Regions from separate parts of the Mus musculus genome. Here regions 1, 2, 3 and 4 are each linked to region 5. Evidence: chromatin contacts called from public Micro-C and promoter capture Hi-C data. All regions are on one chromosome and are shown on one strand. Each heading gives the region's core, a stretch centred on a gene start, on an enhancer-like site or on the middle of the called end of the contact. The rest is flanking DNA. Distances are from core to core; before and after follow the strand shown.

Region 1 (2,700 bases), core at 3-2,502, 1.4 Mb before region 5:
CTGCAGATCCCACCCGCGCGGAATTTGTCCCTGCAAGCCCACCTTGTAAAGAGGACATGGGGACAGTGGCTACCACCACGGCCGGTTACCCCGATACTCCGGCTGCAGAGCATGCTTGGGCTCTTATACTCTGTGCATTTGCTTAATTGGAGGGAGGGGGCGCAACAGCTCCCTGTGACGCATTGTGGTCCCCAGGAATCTGATTCTAGATGTCCCCGAAGAGCTCACCTGGACTCCCCCGCCCCACCCCCACGCCGCCTTTCCTCTGCTGGGGTGACGAGTGGGAACAGCGAATCCCCTGCCTCCTCCCCCTCCAGCCTCCAGGTTTGGGCGCCAGGGTTTCCCCGCCGCACGCAGTGGACCCGCCGGCCGAGTGGTGGCGGCTGGGGACCCGGAGCGGGCGAGGCCGGGCGCGGTGCCTACCTCGTCCACGGTGAGCGGCATGCAGATTCGGTACTCCTTGAGCAGCATGTTCCTGCCGGCCGCAGACCTCGGGAAAGAAGGGGGCGTCCCAACAGATGAGCAAGGCTGGAGCCCAGAGGAGGGCAAAGACGCTGGGAACCGGCAAGCGAAGCAGCCCCGGTGGTGCGCTCAGCTCCTAACTGCCTCCGGTCCGCCCCGGAGCATGTCAAGCTTCGGGTCCCGGTGTCTGTGACTCCCCCGCCTCCTTCCTCGCAGAGATCAGCCCTCTCGGTATTGCAAAGTCAGGCACTGAGGGAGGGAGACCCGCGGGAGACAGCTCGGATCAGCAGCCCCGGGCTGGTAGGCGCGGCCACCAGATCAGGACATGCCCGGCGGCGGGCAAGAGAGGCAAAAGGAGGAGGAAAAGGGATTTCCACAAATTCAAACAAACGCACAAAAGTCTCCTCTGGATCCTCCTCCGAAAGCAGAGCTGAACCTGGCGAGCCCCCTTTTTCTCCTACCCGTCTACCGTGGGTTAATGTCACCAGGAACACATTGCCGCGGGAGCAGGCGATGCTGACTTTCCAAACAAAGGCTCGATGGGCTCCTCTCCCCGGGCGGTAAACAAGATTTCCTGCTCTTTTTTAGGGCCAGTCCCCGAGTCTCTCCGGAGCTCAGCTGAGAGAGAAAAGGGAAGCCGCAGCCGCCAAGGCTCTGCCCTGCTCTGGGCCCCGGGTGTCTTCAACCTAGGCGGTTGGCTGCCAGCGGCTTGCGCGCGTCCCCTCCCCCGAGTCCCTCGGCTCTGAGAGCGCCGTGCGTGCCCGTGAGTTTGCAGCCACCTCGCCGCGACTGGAGAGTCCGCGCCGAGCTGCAGTGTGCCTGGGGCAGGGAGGTGGGTGCGGGAGGAGCGAGAGCGACGAGGCTGACATCAGCAGCGGCCGCGGCGGGGAGGGTAGCCCCATCCGGCCAATGGGGAAATGGCAAAGAATGTGGAGGATTTAAACAAAACAGCATGTCTCTCCCGTCTGCTGCCAGACGCCAGGGCTGTCCCAGAACCTAGAACAGCTAACGCAAAGAGAACAGAGAATCGCAAAGAAGCTATCCTGGACTCTTACAACGTTGGATCTGTTTTCAAATGTAACCTGGGTGCCATAGGGCTCTCTACTTAGTCGCTTTGGAAACCGTTTCCAAAGTGCACTAGTGCCCCTTGACTTTGGGGCTGGGGGCGTGTTTACAAATGCTCACAGCGAACATTTTTTTCTCTCTGATGGAGTAAGCAAGGCCGGAGCAAGAGAAATGATGGTTTTAGAATGGGTTTTTCTAACATGCTCTCAAGGCGGAGTTCTGCAGCAGTGTTGGTGAAAACAGAGTAAAAATGCGTGCGCGCTCGCAACCACACACACACACACACACACACACAGAGAGAGAGAGAGAGAGAGAGAGAGAGAGAGAGAAGCATTGCCTGCTACCTCTTTCTCCCTGGCTCTCTGCAATCCCAACTGCAGGCTTCCCAGAGCAGAAAGAATAGGTTTTCGTGTCAGCACTCCTAAGTTCAAAAAGTCACAGTGAAATGTCAATAAAAATGCCCGGGGTGTTGGTATTTCATCCATATTAAACAGATCTCTCATTTTAACCACAAGAAGCACATTCTTTAGTTACTCAGGAAGCAGCATGTAACTGCTGAAGTCTGGTTTTCATTTGTCTGGCATTCGGTTTTGGTTTGTTTTTTTTTTTTTTTTTTTTTTTTTTTAGCTTGTTTTCCTAAAAATGGAGGAAAAAAGTGCATCCACTGCCTATAGGAGGATAATGTGTAAACATCACTGGCTCTCAAACATAGATGCATATGTTCACACAAACGTGTGTGTGTGTGTGTGTGTGTGTGTGCATTTGTGAGTTCTGGAGACCCACATTCACCCATAGAGCTTGCATTGGGCAATGCAGACTCTGCAGGCCTCAATGGTATAGTATGTTAAAATGATGCTCAATAAGTCACTAATCAACATAATGAGGGTGGGCTCTGGCTAATGTTGTCCAGATGACCCAAGTTTAGAGCTCAGGGAACATGATCCAGCCTGCTAGGAAAATGACACCCTAAACATAGCTTATATTCTGGTAAAGAAAGAAAGAAAGAAAGAAAGAAAGAAAGAAAGAAAGAAAGAAAGAGAGACAAAGAAAGAAAACTATTTTCTAGATAAATGCTTCCCAAAGTTGGCTCTGAAATATTTACAGCAGCTAATTAAAGGTAAACCAAACACCCTGAGAAATTTTGTTTTGTTTTGTTTTTGAGACAGGGTTTCT
Region 2 (2,700 bases), core at 37-2,536, 1.8 Mb before region 5:
AAATAAATAAAATACTCGTACCAAAACAAGGGGAGAAAGACGAACTCAATGGATACTTGTGTGCCAAAGTTTCAATCCTGCCTGGTGGAGCCACCGCACTTGGCACAAATTTTGAAGGGGATAAAGAGGGAGGGGGGAGAAGAGCGAACGAGTCTGTGGCCTGCAAACTGCAACAATGCAATCTCCATTTTGAACAATGCGCCTCTTTCCTCTTGCAAATCTAGTTTTGTTTTTGTCTTTTTTTTCTTTTTTTTTTTTTTTTTTTGTCACTAGACGCGCCGTGGCCTCCGCGTGGGGGACAGGCCGGGAAGGGGGGGGGGAGCTAGGAAGCAGGATGCACTGCACTGGAGAGGGAGCAAGCCAGGGGGAGGGAGGAGGTGGGGAAGGAGTCTCCCGGCGGCCTGGGTGGTTACCTGGAGTGCTGCTGTATGTACTATGGCTCCTGAAGCTGCTTTCCGTGCAGTAACTAGCGTCGTCGTCGTCGTCTTCCATCTCCTCCGGATAATCGGAGTCATCGTCGTCTTCTTCCATGTCATCTTCCTCCTCGTCCTCGGAATCCTGGGTCTCCTCGGCGTCGCCATCCTCCTCCTCCTCCTCGTCCTCCTCCGAGACCATGTCCTCCTCCTCGTCGTCGTCGTCACTCTCGTGGTCATCGTACACCACTTTGTTGACGGCGCGGCGGGCCGGGGTGGTCCGGGCCAGGTGGCCGCCCCCGCCCCCCGTCCTGCCGCCCCCGCCTCCTCGGCCCCCCCGGCCCGGGCCGCTGGCGCTGCTGCCGGAGGCCGGCGGTGGCGGTGGCGGCTGTTTCCTGCGGCCGCCCCCCCTGGGCGAGCTCAACCGGGTCTTGGGCGCCACCTCAGCCTGGGCGGCGGCCCACCTGCCCCGACTGCTGCCGCGGTGCCGCGAGCGCAGCCCCCCTATGGGTCCGGAGGCGGGCGGCGGCGGCGGCGGCGGTGGCGGCGGCGGTGGTGGCGGCGGCGGCGGCGGCGGCGGGGCCGGGGCGCAGCGCTCCGCAGCAGGAGCCGCGGGCTGCTTGGGCGGCCTGCCCCGCCGGCCCCTCATGTCGGAGCCGCGGCTTGCGGGGGGGTGGGGGGGGAGCGGAAGGGGTGGGGGAGGGGCGCGGGGGGCGCCGGGGCCGAGGGGGAGGGGAGGGCGCCGGGGTCCGGGCGGGAGGGGCGCGGCCCGGCAGCGGCGGGGTGGAGGGAGAAGGCTCAGTCCGAATTGCCGGGGCCCCGCTCCGGATCGCCTGCAGCCGCCATCTTGTTTCTTCCCTCTCGCTCGGTGACTGGGGGAACCGACAGCGGCCGCAGGCCCGGAGCGCGGTCACGTGAGCTGCGCCGCCCGACGAGCCTGGGACAGAGCGAGGCGGCGCGGCGGCCGCTAGGGGGAGCGCGGGAGCGGCGCGGCGGGGGCGGGGAGGCCCCGGAGCGCCCCTGCGCGGCTGCACGGCGGCGGCGCAGGAGCGAGATGGGTAGCGTGGGGTGTCCCCCCAGGCTGGGGTCTCCTCCTGGGAGACCACCTCCCCCTCAGCTGAGGTCTTAGGGAGACCTCAATGCGTGTCTCCCAAACCGGGGCCGGAAAACAGGGAATTTTCCTCCCAAGTCGCCGGTCCTTTTGGGAAACTAATGCAAAAAAAGGGGAGAGGGGCGTCTCGCGTAGAGGCACGACTTACAGACTGGGGGCAGTCACTACGCAAAGCCACCCACGCAGGTACAGGAGCTGGAGCTAAGTCAGTCCCAATAGAGAGCTCCCAAAGGCTTGGATCTAGAGGGTCCTGAAGTTGTTCCAGGAATGCACGCTGGGAGCCACACCCCCAGCGTGGTTTCACTGACTTTCCTGAGTTCCCACCCTCAGAGCCCGGGGTTAAATTCCAGAGCGTGGTTCCTAGCGGCCTCCAGGCACCTTTCTCTCTTCCCAGCTACGAACTTCCACACCTCAGCCAGAACTTAAGGATAGGAAGGATGGCGTCCTGTCTAGAATTGGCTTCACAAAGTTATGTGTTTGTGTTACCTGGAAATAATGTCTACCTGACAAATTACCAGTCTTGGTTTGACCTAGGGTGCTAGTCACTAAAGTGAAATCGCAGGCACATGCACCAAATGTTGCTAAATTGAGGTGGCTCAACACAGGGTCCTCGGGGTGGACTCTGGAAAGAAAAGAAAGGTTTAAGGAACCTATATGAGTGATTATTAATAGATGTGAGAACAGAAAAAGTAATTTGAAGAAAAATCGTTAATAGGATTCAGCCCACTAACTAACTGACTTATTACAATATAGTTCGGTGAATAGAAATGAAGTGAAAATTACTAATTGCCAACTAAGTTATTATGTATTCACTTTGGTTGATCTCTGAGAGTGGTAAACTTACCCACAGGGACCTCATAAGACACCAAAGGAAAGAAAGTAAGCCACAAGAGTTCTTGGGTAAACAAAGGCTGCAGCTATAGCAATGCAGGCCCAAATAAGCAGATCTTCTGATATTCCTTGGTGATAGTGGGTGTTTTATTTTGTTTTATTAGGGCAAGGTCTCGCTGTAAGGCCCTGGATAGCCTGGAAATCACTATGTAGACCAGGCTGCCCTCCAGCTCCTAGTAGAGATCCACCAGCCTCTGCTGGGAGCAAAGGTATATGGCACCACACCCTGCAGTGGTGGGTTTTGCCAGACTCTCACTATGAACTCCAAGCTGCTGTCAAACTTGT
Region 3 (2,700 bases), core at 105-2,604, 1.1 Mb before region 5:
CCTATCTCTAGATGCATTTCAACCGAAGCACACCTCTCAAGTCTCTGTATACTAGGGGGGTCACAGAGCCCCGCCCTGCCCTAACAGCGACCACGCCCCTCCCAGCCCACTCTTGGTCCGCTGTTGACTCTCCTCTCCCCAGTTTGGTTCCTACGGAGGTCTCTTGCCGACTTCGTGCTGAGGGGCAGTGACCCAGGGCTTGCTGCCTCAGTTACGGGAGACGCGGCGCGGTTCCCCTCTTGTACCCATCGCGCAGAGAGGAGTGAGTCTGTGGTGTCAGGGATCAAGAGAAGGCCGGCCGGCTGGAGCTACCTGGCTCCCCCAGAACCGCTTGGGGCCCAACCTGTACCCCGCCCTTACCCTCTCAGTTGGGGGCTTGGAGTGAGCGCCTAGCTGCCCCGGGGCTCCCCGCCCCCGGCCGGCCCCGCCCCAGGATGGCCAGTTCCCATAGCAATCGCACAGACACCGGTTGCCAAGCAACCCCTCCCCCTCCTCCCGCGTCCGCTTTCCCCCCAACCCTAGACTCCTCCCGCCCCCACGCCAGCCTCCACCTCCCCCAGGGGCGCCGGCGAGGCCCCTGGGGATCGCTCCGCTCTCGGGTTGCGCGCGCGTGCGTGAGTTTCTGTGTGTTTCATTGTGTCTGTGCGCGAGGGGGTGTGCGCGTGCGAGCCGAGAGTTTGTGGGATCGGTGTGTTGGGGAGGTCCCCAGCCTAGAGGGACCCGAGGCTGCTGCGCCCGTGTCCACTCGGGAACCCACCCTCCCAGCTTTAGGTTCTTTGTGTCTCGCGTGGAGCCAGCGCCGCGCCCACCCCTCCCCCGGCCCACTCCCCGGGGCAATGTGTGCGTGTGCATGTGTGCGTGTTATGTGTGTGCGTTGGGGGTAGGGGTCCTACCTTCGATGCAACACACCCGCCACAGTCCCGAATGGGTGAGGTCGCCGCGAGCGCGGCGGGGCGGGGGCCCGTCGTCCATGGTCAGGTTGGTGCCGTTGCAGATGTGCGCGCTGGAGTACAGCCAGTAGTCGGTGCCGATGGCGATGGCCATGAGCGAGAAGGCGGCGAAGGCTCCGGCCGTGGTCAGCAGCATCTGCAGCCCGCGGTCGCATCGCACCATGGTGGGCGCCTCATAGTCCGCCGCCCGCCGGCCCGGCCCGCCGCGCCCGCCCGCCCTCCTCCCTCGGCGCGCGGCTCCGGGGGCTCCAGGGGCTGGGGGGCCGAGGGCCGGGGGGCGGCGCCGCGCTGCGCGCTCCGACCCCGCGCCCCGGGCGTGCCTGCGCTCCGGCTGCGCGGGGCTCAAACTCCGAGGCGCGGCGGCGAGTGAGGGCTGCGCGGGCTACGCGGGCCGCCGGGCGGGCTGGCGGCGGCGGCAGCGGCGGCGGTGGCGGCCGGGGGCTCCTCCCTCTCGGCCCGCCCTCCCCTCCGCTCTTGGCCCGCGCCCTCCGCGCCTCCACCCACCGCCCGCCGCCCGGCGCGCTCTCTCGGCGCCGCCCCTCCGCCTCTGGCCCCGCGCTCGCTCTCCCACGGCCGGGATTTTCCCTCCCCTCTCTCCCCTCCCTGCGCTCACGCGCGCTCTCTTTTCTCTCCCAGGCTTCATTCACATTATCAGAGCGAAGGAAGCCGAGGGAAAGAAAGATTGGTTCCCTGGAAGGACCCCGGGGAAGCTGCGTCTCCAGTCACCTCTCTTTCCAACCCGGGACAGCCAGGATCTCCTTAGTCCCCAGGATTCTGTATCCCATTCTGTGGGATGGAGATTGCGTCCCCTTTCCTTCTTTCCCCACGGCCTTATGGCTGTACCTGGTTATGAAGGTCTAGGCAGGGATGTACTGTGAGACTCCTCGCGTTTCCAAAGGGCCCAGATGTGGGTCACAGACGGGAGACATTCTTTATGGGCCAAGCCAGATGAAGATCACCTCCATTTCAACCGAAGCAAGCCAAGGGGTTCTAGCAGGCACTGGGGAGCTCTGGACTTCTTCGAAGGGGGACTGAGGATGTGACACACTACAGTCACACTTCTGATAGTCCATTGCTGATAGAGGCAGGAACACCAGCAACTACATTGTAGCCTCCAGCTGTTTCTTCTCCCTGTCCTTCTCTGAACCTTTACTTTTTCTCCGGTTGGCTCTTCCTCAGCCTAACCGGCTCTTCCTCACCTCCCCTTAACCTTGTCAGACTCTGCCTCGGGGCCTCTGGCCTCTTCCCTTAATTGCTTTTGGTGCTGGCAGGGTCCCAAGCTGGATACACTCCGAGCTCCTTGGAGCCAGGCTCCTTCCTTGCCACCCAGTTCCCCTCCTCCCCTGCAGGAGGCCTGAAACCCACGGGGGGGGGGGGAACTCAGGCCATTTCTTACACCCTTGTCCCTGTTGCATCCTCGAGGGTTGTTCTGTGGGCTGCTGTTCTGACCCCCTGGGATTGAAAGAGACACATGGAAAGCTGCTGCCCTTGCAATTTTACCTCCCGGGCCACTTTCCCAGCTTTCCTCAGAGAAAATAAATGAATGACCCCAGCCTCAGAGCACTCACTGTTCTTCCTCTCTGGAGAGTGTGAGCTCCCCCCTCGTATATAGCCGTGTGTGGTAGCAATGTGCAAATGTTTGCCCTGGGAAAAATTATCTTTTGCTGGGAGAAGGGAATATAAACAAATAGAAAAAAAAAACCAGAATAATAAAATGTGAGGGCCAGGCTGACTAGCCCAATCAGCGTTG
Region 4 (2,700 bases), core at 133-2,632, 1.5 Mb after region 5:
TTGACCTGACCTATCTCTAGCCTCTCCCAGTTCCAACCCACCTAGATCACTAAGGGAAAATTTACATTCTTAAAGCAATGCTTTGATTAAGTTCCCCGGTTTCAAAACCATTTATCTCCACCCTCGAGCTTCTGAGTTAAGGCCAAGCTGTTAAAGCCCTGTAATAATCCCGCACACCCAGTATATTCTGACCACCACCACGCTTGTATACAAGGCAACCTGGTACTCTCAGTGTCCCAGGAATGGACAGGTGGCCCTTACTCCCCCACTGATTTGCCTATAGATCAGATGCCTGAAACCACCGTTCCCTCCCTATTCGCTCTGAAAGAACATTCCTGAAGGTGTTCTACTAGGCGCAATGGAAGCCAAGCCCGAGCTCTCTGCCTCGAAATGAAGTGGGTGGGAAAGGGGTGGAGGTGAGGGTGGGGGTGTTGCGATTTGTACCCCTTTCAGGGAAGGTTTGCATCTCCAACTGCCCAGTGAAGCGGGAGGCTTTCCCCCACCAAGACACAGTCCAGCTCTAGGCTCAAGCACTGCAGGAAAAAGGAAAAATCCAAAGCCTGGGAAGATGCCTAGCAAACTCTGGACTTCCAACAAACATCTCTTGATGGTATTGAAAAACATTCAAGATAGTAGACTTTATTCACGTAAGGTTACTGTTCTCCACCAGCCGCCCTTTCTTCTCAAGGCCAGGGACTTTTTCCTTCATCCCCGCCTGCCTCAGGCAAGAAAAAAAAAAAATCAAATACCTTAATTTTGATTAAAATTGGCCTTTGATATATATGAAACAAATTTTCCTGTCTAACTGTGTAAGAAATGAGAAACTTCGTAAATCTCTCTTCCTTAATCCCTATCCAGCATTGAAATTCTGCTTTCTTGAAAAGAACTGACCTGGATCGCTTCTTATTAAAAAAAAAAAAAAAAAAAAAAAAACTTTGTATCTTGTCTGAAGAGTCAAATCACCCCAAAAATCTCCATTCAAGAAAAATGTTTGTTGTGAAATGAGATGTCAGGGTGAACGGTCTACAGACAGAGCAGTTCACAGATACTGAGCCGGTTTAAAAAAAAAAAAGCCACATTGAACCCCCAATTAGACCTTAGTCTAGGGGTGCCAAAAGCGTCTTCGCTACCCCTGTGCTCTCTAAGCTGTTGATTCAGGGGTTTTTCTAGAACAGAAAAAGCCTCCTATCATGGACCGCGCTGTTTGTCACCCTTCCCTTACTAAAGAGTGTACGTGCGATGTTTATCTGAGATCTCTGTCGCGCTTAGTCAGTCATCTAGCTCAGCCACCTACAGGAGCACGTTTCCTTAAATCAGAGACGCGTGGACTCTACAGGAGAACTACACTACCCAGCAGGCCTCGCGCCTTTCGCAGGAAGGACGTCTGCGCACTAAGATACTCAGTTCCAAGTTTGGAGCTTTTAGCTGCCAGCCCTGGCCCATCATGTAGCTGCAGCACAGCCTTCCCTAACGTTGCAACTGGGGGAAAAATCACTTTCTAGACTGTTTTGCAAGGTGTGCAATTCCACCTTGACTCCCTGAAAGTCCATCTGCTGCATCGGTCAAGAGAAACTCCACTTGCATGAAGATTGCACGCCTGCAGCTTGCATCTTTGTTGCAAAACTAGCTACAGAAGAGAAGCAAGGCAAAGTCTTTTGTGCTCCCCTCCCCCATCAAAGGAAAGGGGAAAATGTCTCAGTCGAAAGGTAAGAGACTGTTTGCATTAGTTGCAAAAAATGCAAAGGCTTATGCATGCATTCGTGAATGCATGGATGCAATTTTCGCCCGGCGATTGCATTTTTAAGTTTGAGGTTTGCCACAGCTCAGTTGCATTTCCTGTTTAGTGTGTGTCTTTTTCTTTCTTTCTTCCTTTCTTTTCCTTTTCTTTCCTTTTCTTTTCCTTTTCTTCTCCTTTTCTTTTCTTTCTTTTCTTTTCTTTTTTCTTTTTTTGCAGACACAGAGAGTTCCTGTAAGGCAGGGCTTGCAGTTGAGCTGTGCATTGACATTATTTGCATTCTTCTGCTAGGATTACCGAGCCTTTCTGCCTTTTGCACGGTCAGGAGAGATATAGCAGGTTGGTAGCGTCCAAATGTGCAATGCTTTATATAATAGTACATTTCTTTAGTATGCACGCATATTCACAGTAATTTTGTGTGCAACAGGAATCCAAACTTTCAAAAAGTCTCAGAGGTGAAGATGAAAGGCAAACCTCGCTTTAAACTAGCAGGAAATTTCTGTGATCTTCTATTCTTTGGGGGGAAGGAACCACTGCGGTGGCAGCATTCAGCTTACATTTTTATTGATTTCGCTGTGGACATTAGGCAACTTTTGATTTTTTAAGGGAAGTAAAGGTGAAGTCTGGAGAGCAGTGTATTATTATTATTATTTAAAAAAAAAAGTCTTGCTCTTCCGAGGTTTTATACTTTGTATCAGTTGCTTGCAGAGGGGAAGACCTCAATGTGTTGGCCATTTGGAAGATGCTTTTGTGTGTGGGGGAGGATTTCAGGGGGTGAGCGTGTTTGTGAGCATTAGAGCAAACCTGAGACTTTACTGTCTCATTGGCAACTACAGTGAAATCTTCTAAGTGTGTAACTGCATAGACTTGGTCAGAAGTTCAGGACTATGGTTGCCTTCTTTTTCTTTTTCAAATTTAATTAAAAAAATGTTTTGTAAGGTTGTATTTTGCAAACTTACTGATGT
Region 5 (2,700 bases), core at 132-2,631:
CTCTGGCCCTTTGCTGCAGCCCGGGTTCTTTCTCCAGTAGAACATGGGGGACACTTTTCCCTCTTTGGACAGCCATGTTTCTTACCTGTTTCAAAGTCTCCAAAGCGGAATGTTCGCCCTCCCTTCAGAAGGCCAGGCCCTTGCTTCTCTCGGCTTTCCTCTCTTTGGATTACTTTGCCCTGGGCTCCGCTGTTGATATTTTGTTGCTGCTGTTGTGTTACTGCTTTGTCTCTGAGAGATTGAGCCTTAGGTAGCCCAGGCTGGCTTCCATTTTACTAAGTTGGTCTTGGAATTCTCATTCTATTGATTGGCTCTACCTTGGGGTGGCAGCCATGTGTCACCAACTCTGGCTTATGTGGTGCAGGGGTTGGGGCGGAACTGAGCGTTTGTGAAGTAAGAACTCTATCAGGCTACCTACTCACTTCCATTCCCCCCCCCCCCCCCCCCCCGCAAGTTTATCAGCTCATCCACGGGGAAATGCTCTACAACAACAGATGAATGAATAAGTGTTCTGAACTTATGGCATATTTTTTTAAGGCCCGTGCCTTATAAATATTTTGGGGAGAATGTGGAAAGGAATTCGAAGGTGACAGTGGGGTGAATTTTTAATACTTTAACACCGCGTATGTGTGGGAGGCATTCCACGGCTGTTTAATAAGTAACATATGGGATGGTGGCAGCCCTTTGGGAGAGTGTGGTGGGCACGGATTTGTTGGGGAAAGAGGTCCATGAGTGTGCAAGGAAGGTGCTGACTGATGTGTAAGGTTGCAATATTGGGGAACTGAGGTGCGCACCTTGATTCCACTGTGGAGACAAATTCACAACCGCCCATCTTCATCCAAACACAACTGTCCACAAACTATTTCTATATTAGTGCAAATAGATACTGGAGCACAAGTGCACACACACACACACACACACACACACACACACACACACACATACACACACATCATGCCTTCTGAGTCAGAGTACGCCCTAAGAATTGGCCAGCGGATCTAGCTCCTACCAGAAGGCTCTCCAAATTCCCAGGGAAATTTGAAAAAAGGTAGGAACGTGTTTGATTTGATGGAGGGGGGCGGGGGGGGGGCGGGTGCTTTATTGCAGTTCTTGCAATGGCCAGAGAGAAACTGGCATTCTAGAGCTGGAGAGCGCTAGGTAGGCAGGGGGAGGAGACATGAGCAGAGGCTGGAGAACTTGAAACATGAAATCAATCAGAACTCCGGCCGAGAACACCCCGGGGCCGCCAGCAGCCGGCGGGGGGCAGACGAGGGCCAAGGAAGGGTTAACGCGGGAGCTGAGTGTGCCACGGGGGCCGGGCCGGGGCGGGGCAGAGCGGGCGCGCGCTGTCCCTTTAAGGCGGGCGGCGCGCGGGCCGGCCGAGCGCCTCTGTGATTGGCGCGGCGGGATCACTGGCTCCCCGAGCCCGGCCCGGGGGAGTCGGCTGGAGCCGGCTGCGCTTTGATAAGGTCCTGGCAACTCAGTAACAGCCCAAGAACCGGGAAATAAAAATAAGCAGCCGTTCGCGATGGATTTCGGGGCCACCCGGAGGCCGAGGCGTCCGCCTCCCCAAAGGAGAGCTTTGCTGTAAAAGGTGGGGTCGGAGGCTCGGTCCCGTCGCAGCCGTTTCTAAGAAAGCTCCGTGCGGCCGGGGGCGGTTGGCAGCGGGGCGCGGGGCCGCGGGAGGGGGCGACCGGGAGCAGGCCGGGGTAGTAGAGGGGTGCGGATTGCACGGCCCCCCAAAAGGGGCGCTGGAGCGCGCTGGGCTGGCCCGGGTGCGGCTCGCATACCTCCCTTCCAGGACCGTGCGCTCGGCTCGCGCCTTTGAAGTGCACAGTTAAATCCACAGCGCAGTTTTTGTTGGAAGCGCCCGGAGGACATTTGGTGCGCCTAGTGACTGCTGGAAACAGGACCTGGGTTGAAAGCCGGCCGGGCGGGGGCCGGGGGCGGCCGCGGTGGGGGCGGAGGCCCACTCGGATCTTTTGCATAAAAGGGGCAGCGGGGCGCACGATCCCCCCCCCCAAAAAAAACCCGGCGCAGACCTCGGGATCGTTGTTTTCCGTGCACCCCCTCCTCCGCCTCCGCGAGACTCCTCATGTTCCCCACGCCCGGGCGGGCCCGGGGGGGCCCCGGGGCAGCCTCTGCGAGTCCAGCGGGGGACCCGGGCAGGGGCTCTGCCCGCGGCGCCTGCGAGGTCTCCGCAAGGAGTGCGCCAGCGGATCAATGGTGAGTGCCGAGGCCGCGGCGGTCCGGCGGCCGGCGCGCTTTGATGTGCGGGGCGGCGCTTTGAAGTTGGCAGGCCGGCTATTTCGGGGCGCGCTCCGGGCCCGCGCGGAGGGGAAGCGGCGGGCTCGGCGCCCAGCGCTCCGGGGGGTTTGGCCGGGCGGCCCTGCGCGCGGTGAGCTGGAGTCCCCTCCCCTGCGCGGGGTCCGGGGTGGCGGGGGGCCGGTCAGGGAGACTTCTCCAAGTGGCGTTGGGGACGGAGGCGGAGACGGGCAGCTCGCCCTCGGGGGTCGAGTCGCCGTGGGTGTGGATGAGTTGGGGTGTGCGTGTTCATGCGAGTGCTTTTGGAAGGTGGGATGAAAGGGTGGCGGCGCCCCCCGCTTGCCCTCCCCGCCCTTCCACCGCCCCCTCCCACTTCTTTCCCCACTAGTCTCCCCCTCCCATCCGCGGGTCCGCGCTTAGGTGCCGGGAGCGCTG

The links. Promoter capture Hi-C pulls out the DNA fragments that hold promoters and counts their contacts. Hi-C and Micro-C count contacts between places; a contact is called where the count stands out from the background.
Region 1: a contact with region 5 is called in a promoter capture Hi-C map of embryonic stem cells, with 7 times the contacts expected there. The contact joins the promoter of Pitpnc1 here to the promoter of Axin2 in region 5. A contact is called at or near these places in 2 of 39 promoter capture datasets (cranial neural crest and embryonic stem cells) and 1 of 115 datasets of contacts at active chromatin or transcription factors (astrocytes).
Region 2: a promoter capture Hi-C map of embryonic stem cells shows a contact between it and region 5, with 6 times the contacts expected there. The contact joins the promoter of Bptf here to the promoter of Axin2 in region 5. A contact is called at or near these places in 1 of 39 promoter capture datasets (embryonic stem cells) and 1 of 115 datasets of contacts at active chromatin or transcription factors (astrocytes).
Region 3: a Micro-C map of embryonic stem cells shows a contact between it and region 5, with 2.9 times the contacts expected there. The contact joins the promoter of Cacng4 here to the promoter of Axin2 in region 5. A contact is called at or near these places in 2 of 39 promoter capture datasets (both in embryonic stem cells), 3 of 484 Hi-C or Micro-C datasets (all in embryonic stem cells) and 5 of 115 datasets of contacts at active chromatin or transcription factors (astrocytes, embryonic stem cells, forebrain and 1 more).
Region 4: a contact with region 5 is called in a promoter capture Hi-C map of embryonic stem cells, with 6 times the contacts expected there. The contact joins the promoter of Map2k6 here to the promoter of Axin2 in region 5. A contact is called at or near these places in 1 of 39 promoter capture datasets (embryonic stem cells) and 2 of 115 datasets of contacts at active chromatin or transcription factors (embryonic stem cells and pancreatic cancer cells).

The regions. Positions count from the first base shown.
Region 1 is chr11:107,469,468-107,472,167 of GRCm38.p6, forward strand. It overlaps Pitpnc1 (phosphatidylinositol transfer protein, cytoplasmic 1), which reads right to left and starts at 1,253. Exons shown (of 9, transcript NM_001359616.1): 1 at 424-1,253. The coding sequence starts at 471.
Region 2 is chr11:107,130,861-107,133,560 of GRCm38.p6, forward strand. It overlaps Bptf (bromodomain PHD finger transcription factor), which reads right to left and starts at 1,287. Exons shown (of 28, transcript NM_176850.3): 1 at 414-1,287. The coding sequence starts at 1,062.
Region 3 is chr11:107,793,352-107,796,051 of GRCm38.p6, forward strand. It overlaps Cacng4 (calcium channel, voltage-dependent, gamma subunit 4), which reads right to left and starts at 1,355. Exons shown (of 4, transcript NM_019431.4): 1 at 894-1,355. The coding sequence starts at 1,113. It overlaps Gm11650 (predicted gene 11650), which reads left to right and starts at 521. Exons shown (of 2, transcript NR_165828.1): 1 at 521-614; 2 at 1,587-2,502.
Region 4 is chr11:110,397,720-110,400,419 of GRCm38.p6, forward strand. It overlaps Map2k6 (mitogen-activated protein kinase kinase 6), which reads left to right and starts at 1,383. Exons shown (of 12, transcript NM_011943.3): 1 at 1,383-1,706. The coding sequence starts at 1,691.
Region 5 is chr11:108,918,968-108,921,667 of GRCm38.p6, forward strand. Axin2 (axin 2) reads left to right here and starts at 1,382. Exons shown (of 11, transcript NM_015732.4): 1 at 1,382-1,594.